Linked DNA regions of Bactrocera dorsalis: region 2 is linked to region 1. The links are chromatin contacts, called in public Hi-C maps. All regions are on one chromosome and are shown on one strand. Each heading gives the region's core, a stretch centred on a gene start, on an enhancer-like site or on the middle of the called end of the contact. The rest is flanking DNA. Distances are from core to core; before and after follow the strand shown.

Region 1 (3,521 bases), core at 259-2,758:
TAGTCTCCTTGCGCGCCTGTGACACCTCGGTGTGTAAGCGTTGCTTATGCACAGCTTGTTCATAGTTCATACGCTCCGTGAGGTGCACCCATTTGAAGCGAGGCAAATATTTCATACTCCACATATAATCGTAGAATTGTGACTTTTTACGTGTGGAAATTTGTTTATTATTTAAGAGTTCAACAATTTGTTTGGCTGCGCGCTTTGACTCGAACTCAACCCAACCTTCTGTGAAGTGACGTGCCAAGCGTTTTCGCTTCTTCTTTTTGTCGTTGCCTGCAAACAATATATATGTTATAGAATTTTTCTAAAGGCATAGTAAATGGAACTTACCGCCGGGTAATTTTTCTGGTTGCAAGTATACACGTCCAAGTTTAGCATACTCGCCCAGAATTTCACGTATTCTCGTGACATTCATGTGTTTGGGTATGTTCGATATGTAAATGATGCCCTTCTTGCGTTTCTTTTTCGCTTTCACATTGAAGTTGCCCAAGTCCATTTCATCATCATCATCGTCACCAGCTCCATCATTCTCAGCAATATCGTTCATTGCTGCTGTTGTGTTTTGCTGTTCTAGATCGGACTTCGCAGATTGTTCACCACTTGAGTCCTGCATATTGTCATCCTGCGACATTTCCTCCAACTCCTCTAGGGGAGGTGGTGGCGGTAAGCCACTTTGTCGTTTCTTTTGCTTCATCTTAACAATCATTTAAATATTTAATTCAAATAAACTATATTTTCAATAATATACTGGTAATATTGAATAGGAGCACGCCGTCGAATCAAAACAAATTTGACAGCTGACAATTGGGGTTTCCGATGCAAGTAATAGAGAGGTACTATTTTAATACAATATTAAAATCTCTCAAATTTTATAATACTTTATCAAAAATTCAGAAATCTACGTTTTTTATTCTTAGTTTGCATATAATTTTTCCATATTTAACTGAAAATCAAATAGGTTACATCATTTTATTTCATAGAAAAATAAAACAATTTGTATTATCTAAGTACCACAACATTGCAGTCCTGCAAGTTGTAACATGCTAGTGCTGCCGTACTTAAAAATTATAACTAATTTTAATTTGTAAATCCACATATATTCAATCACTTTTATTATTGTTAATATAACTATTTTAAGTGACGCAACTTTTTTGAAATATTATAAACAGCAAGAAGTGTGCTTATTATAATTTATTGAATAAACAAATTGTTTTCTGCTTGCCGTCTACTGCTGGTAACACTCAACAATTCTAGCGAGTAAACCGACTGTCAAAGCGAACTAACGAATTGGTTAGCTGTCAACAAAAACTAGTTCTGCTGCTGCTGTCGCCAGAGAACGCAAGCAGAGAACAGGTAGGTAAACAACAGCAAACGAGAAGACAACAACAACACTGGGCAGTCCACTGAAATAGACGTTAAAATTGTGGCTTCAAAAAACAACAAATAAACGAGTCGCAGCCAAGCAGCGAAAAATGACGAAACAAGGTAAACGGCAAAATTCCATGGAAGCCAAGTGACAAACGAGTTGTTGACATGAGTGCGAACGGGAGTAAAGCGCGCGTGTGCGGAGAACGCGATTTTTGAAAAAATTTCAAATTTTCCAAGTGTGTAATGCATAATGCAGTTGTGTCTACTGATCGGATTTAACGAAAACTAACAAATTTAATGCACTTGCTCAGTGCAATAAGAGACTAAAACGCGATATTAGCAACAAGTGCAACGAAGTGAAAAATTATATTATGTGAATAATTGTGGTAACGAAACATGAAAGTATGTAATAAAATATAAGCGAAAAATTAACCAACGAACGTGTCGGTGAGATTGTGCAAAATTAAGAAAGAAAGTAAGCAATAACTAAGAATTGATAAAAAATGCCATAAGTGCCGACAACGTCGAACCAACGGCGACGAAACTAAATGTAAACGTTTATAATGCAAAAGCGGTGAAGCAAAAGAAAAAAACGACAAGTGTATAACAAAGTGAAGTGTGTAAATAAATTTGTTATTTTTCTTTGTTGTACTAGCTACATTTTTCATTTGTATCCACATATATTACGTTTATTTCGCTTATGGCCACATTTTTGCCATCCTAAATCTGTGCTGGAAAATCCAGTTTATAACTCGCGCATTCAGATCGTTATTTCTTTCCAGTAATTTTTTGTGTATGATGTGTGCTTCGTTTTGCAATGTTTGTGCGATATATTCTAGTGATTCATGTTTTCCTTAAAAGTTTATAGCGAGAGTGATAGGAGCTTTACTGCTAATAAGCAGTTGATCTTATAAAGAAATATACAAGTGTGGATTTCTATATAAACAAAAGAATTGTGTATAAAGTTCCACATGTATTAAAGTCCAAAATAATAAGATGTGTTAGTAATAAATGATTTCGTAGCCCAAGGTTCCTTATACCATCTAATTTTTAAATCCACCCAGGAAGTGCAGCTGTCAAGTGCTAAACATCCTATAGTACATGCACTTCCCAATTGTGCTATAATTTTGCTTTAGTAGAATTGCTGGCTTACTAAGTTGGTGTTTGTGTAACGTATTTTCGTGTCGACAAAGCGCAGCTGCACAGTATTTATGTGGAAGCAACCACAAATACTACATCCACCAAACACAAAAATTCTCGACGTACACCTATACTTATGTGTTTATGTATGTAATTCAAGGATCACTAACGGCGCCTTTGCTAGTGCATTTTATAGAAGGCAATTGGAGGGTGACTCCATAGCTTGTCATGACCCTCTCGAGAATAGCAGCACACATCATTCACTACACAATGAATGCTGTATAATTGCATTGTTTTGTTTATTTTTTTTTCTCGCCAGGCGTTGGCCTGACGTGCGCCTATTATACGACCTTGCAATTCCAATTTCCAAAATATTTTAATGTAGTTATTTAATAGCTTTTCGTTACCAATATTTATAATATTTTATTTAATCGCATAGCTTTCAATTTAATTATCTAAACGTCTACGAAAAATATAAATAAATGAATTACTGCCGAATTCAAAACGAATGTGTGACTCATTAGCTATTGATAAAAATTTAACTTAGTGTTGTGTACTAGAAAGTGAAAATATTTGTAAAAAAGTGTTTGTAAAGTTTAACGAATAATTGTTTGTCAAGAGAAATAACGTAAAAAAATTGTGAAAAATGAAGGTCACCGTTTGTTTTGGTGCCATCCGCATTGTTGTGCCATGTGGCAATGGCGATTTGCTGGTGAAGGATCTTATCAACGAAGCAACCAGGCGTTACAAGAAAGCAGCGGGAAAGGTAAGTCATCGGAAAAGGATAAATAATAACAAACATTGAAATAATAAGTTAATAGAATAATAGATGTTGCTGCTAAATTACTACTCAGAATGGGATTGAGATATTGTTAAAATTGTTAAAGTTATTTGATGGGTCGCTCTGTTTGAAAAGTTCCTAATTTGAGATAATAACGAGTTGATACTCGTACTTAATACATCGGATGGTCCATACAATTAATGGTTGTGAAACAGAACTTGTTGAATTT
Region 2 (3,521 bases), core at 396-2,895, 72 kb after region 1:
AAGGTATTAAGTCCGCGAGATATCATCTCGTCGCTAATGTAAGTTATATTTAGTTGAGCATAAGCTTAAGTCAGTTGAATTAAGAACAAGCTATGAAAATTCTGGTAGAAAGATATTCAAAATAGGAGAATTTAGTCTTTATCTTCGAAACTGCAGTTCTCAAGAACAAGCTATGAAAATTCTCACAAAAAGCTATTTATAGCCAGCAGAGCTGTCTTGATCTTGAGAACTGCAGTTCTCGAGTTCTTCAGAGGTATGATAGAACAAGAAAAGTATAATGCAAAATTAATCCTTCTAGTTAAACGGTTCTGCAAGAGTTGAGTAGTTTTAGCAAATGATAGTGTTTTCTGAAAATGTTCTTTACACTCTGGAGTCAGGGATCAGAGATCCAGTATTTCGTATACTATCGTAAGGAAGCAGAAATATTATAGATCATTTGTGGCTGATCCTTTTTTTTTATTCCAAAGCCGCTTGACTTCTGGGTCCAAAATAGTGCATGGTTCTTTTTTGTTAAAAACCAATATTATACTTTTCGGTGGTCGAAAACCCAAACTCGATTACCTTCGCGCGCTATCCTCCTATAGTATTTGTTATATAAAATAAAGCGGATTCGAACTTCGCTACAATGTGGTATCCCGATTGGTATTTAGTAAGCGTCTCGGGAAATAGATGGAAGAAGAGAATAATACCCTCTGAAAGACCCATCCATAAGTAAAAATACACACAATCTTCGTGAGCGAAGGTGAGAAGCAAATTAGTAACATTCCAGATGACACTCAGTTAAGTGGTAATTGGTCCACGGCTTCGAATGTGGCAGGGTCAGGGATTCTGGAGATCCCAACGCTATTCACAGATGAACGAGAAATCAGAGATAAGAATCCTGAAGCACGGATGAACGAAAAATGGTAGATGGGAACCCTGTCCGAAAGACTGAAAACGTTAGACGCACAGCGCGCAAACTTTGGGTAATGGCTACTAGATCCAGCCTAAACAAGACCGGAGAAAACAGCCACGAAACGGTTCCTAAAAGGCGGTCCTAGTGATCCGAAGAATCAGGACGAGTGTGCCATTCGTTCGCACTCTCTTTTTTATACAATGTATCCCTCTCTCATGTAGCTTTCTCTTATCATTTGGTTCGATCCCAACGTCTCGGGGATAATAATAACATTTAAGGAGTCGATTATGGATTTAGGAATGTTACACGTCTCCTTCAGATAGCCCAAGAGCCAAATAATAATAAAATAATGAGAGTAGTTACCTTTAAAACAGATCACTATCACCATCTATCACCTTTCTTTCGGTCCAATAAATACATACTTCGTTTTTTTATTCCATTTCATTTCTCTTTATTTGTTTACTAACAACTTTATCTCCCTTGACTCCCCCTCCACGGCTTACTCGCATACCTGTTCTGTCAATCTAAATGAAATGACTTCAAATTAATTTTCATTGCGTTGGAATTTATAGAAAGTGGTTAATCGCGTGTCGCTTTAATTGCTATTCTGATTATTATGACAAACTCGTTTCGTTCACTCGTGTTTTCCAGCTCGCTCTCTAAGTTTACAATGAACACACAGCGAGTGCGACTCGCATTATACAAACAGCTTGAAAAGCAATTAAAGTAAATTCTACATTTGCTCATTTTGTTGCTGTTATCTCCAGCCGACATTAAGCGTCGCCCCAGTGACGAGTTTTCCCATAATCTTATCGCCTCTGACGACGAGTGGCTAGTGAAAACGGTAGTGTTTTCTCAGAATCATTATCTAATTTAATCAGTTATTAGTCAGACTTGTACCACTTTGATTAGTGTGTGCCCCACGGTGCGCTACTTTTTATATGTAATTAAAATGTTTAGTGTAATTAATGAGTGTTCTTTGAATATTTGTACATGGAAGTGTTGCATGGAAAAGTAGAATTTACATACATAAGCTGTTTCTAATATGCCGTTTTTATAAAGAACTATTTACTTTTAATGATTAAAGCTTGTTTGAGTTTGACCCTAATTGATTAATCTGCTTATTATTAAGCGAAGACTCTTTAATTTTCTAAGTAGCAGACGTGCTAGTTGAGCTGATTGATCTGTACGTCTTGGTTATATTGATCTCTCAAGCATTCTACTATTCATGCTGTGCTATAATATCTGAATTGGAAGAATTATTTCAACTTAATGATGAGTGATGTGTTTAGAATGTGATTTACTCATATATTTTAAGAAATGTTTGTGGTCTTATTCAATGTACAAAAATTAGGGCTGAAAGATCGCGAAGACTGTAGGAAATGTCTAGAGCAAAGCACCAGAGAAACAATGGAACATCTGTTGTGCACTTGTCTCGCGTTGTGCCAGTCTATGATGTAAGCATCTGAGGTCCGCAGGGTATGGTACACTGGAAGAGGTATCGATAGTGAAGCCACAGAGTCCGTTGAAATTCGTGTGAAGGGCGATGACTCTTTGGCCAACCAGACTAACCTAACATATGGTTCTAAAAATCCTTATATGAAGAGGTTTCTATATCTTCCGGATATTCTCTGTTTTTATCAATTACTCAAGAGCATAACTTCGCATTATATCTGTGTGCGTGTTTTCTTCACCCGATAAAAATAAGAAATAGTATTTATATCGCTAACTCCAAAATCAGACGCTACTGAGGCGATACCATTAGTGTAACCTCAGATGATATCTCGCACGTTTTTTTATACCAATAAGTTTAAGAAAAAATATTATTTATATGGACAACTATATTACTTATATCGATAACTATACTGTTTATATCGATAACGTTAATATTTATATCGAAAAGCCCTATCGAAAATAATCTTTATTTTAATATCGTCCTAACTTATTGTTGCGTAAAATATAACCGGTTTGTCTCACTCCTACACTAGTTTTCAGAAAGAAAATTCAGAAATGATTTCTTCGGCTGTCCAATCTACATAACCAACTTTGACCCGGATTTATATCGAACTTTTCAATCCCTGCAGATTATTCCTTAAAAGTATCCAAAAACTATCGATATTATGATCGAATTTTTAGTTATCGATAGGCAGCTAAAGGTCTTCGGGTTCTCAAAAACTATGAGAAATGTTGATATGTTTGCTATTTTAGCCCCTATGTAAGCTTAAAAACATTGTAGCTCCAGAATATGCCAAACTTCATATTAATCGATAATAACAATCGATAAATTATCGATATTTTTCATATTCTCACCGACTAATCATTGCTAATCGTCTAAAAATATAAATTTATCTATTTTTATATCAATCACTTTACGATTGTTAATCGATTTTGGTAGAAGCTTTAAAGTCAGATTAGTCCTTTAAACCATTTATGGAATTTAAAGAAATCAACAACAGAACTGCTTCGATTTCAGCAAAGCTAAAAATTCGGCTGTTTATCCAAAATATATCGATAATATTATCGAAATTTTAGATATCGATAGGCAGCTAAAGGTCTTCAGGCTCTCAAAAAATATGAAAAATGTTGAACAAGTACACTCTTTTAGCTCTAAATTTATATTAATCGA

The links. Hi-C and Micro-C count contacts between places; a contact is called where the count stands out from the background.
Region 2: a Hi-C map of whole body shows a contact between it and region 1, with 5 times the contacts expected there. The contact joins the enhancer-like site here to the promoter of LOC105222503 in region 1. A contact is called at or near these places in 2 of 2 Hi-C or Micro-C datasets (both in whole body).

What each region holds. Positions count from the first base shown.
Region 1 is chr4:59,389,443-59,392,963 of ASM2337382v1, forward strand. It overlaps LOC105222503 (partitioning defective 3 homolog), which reads left to right and starts at 1,509. Exons shown (of 11, transcript XM_049456341.1): 1 at 1,509-1,846; 2 at 2,951-3,277. The coding sequence starts at 3,158. LOC105222504 reads right to left here and starts at 793. Exons shown (of 2, transcript XM_011199854.3): 1 at 334-793; 2 at 1-276. The coding sequence starts at 709.
Region 2 is chr4:59,461,491-59,465,011 of ASM2337382v1, forward strand. The region is part of intron 2 of LOC105222503 (partitioning defective 3 homolog); the gene reads left to right. Among protein-coding and RNA genes, the nearest start is that of LOC105222503, 72 kb to the left of the region's middle. Within about 2 kb of position 1,646, the one cell type or tissue checked has open chromatin away from gene starts, as enhancers often do.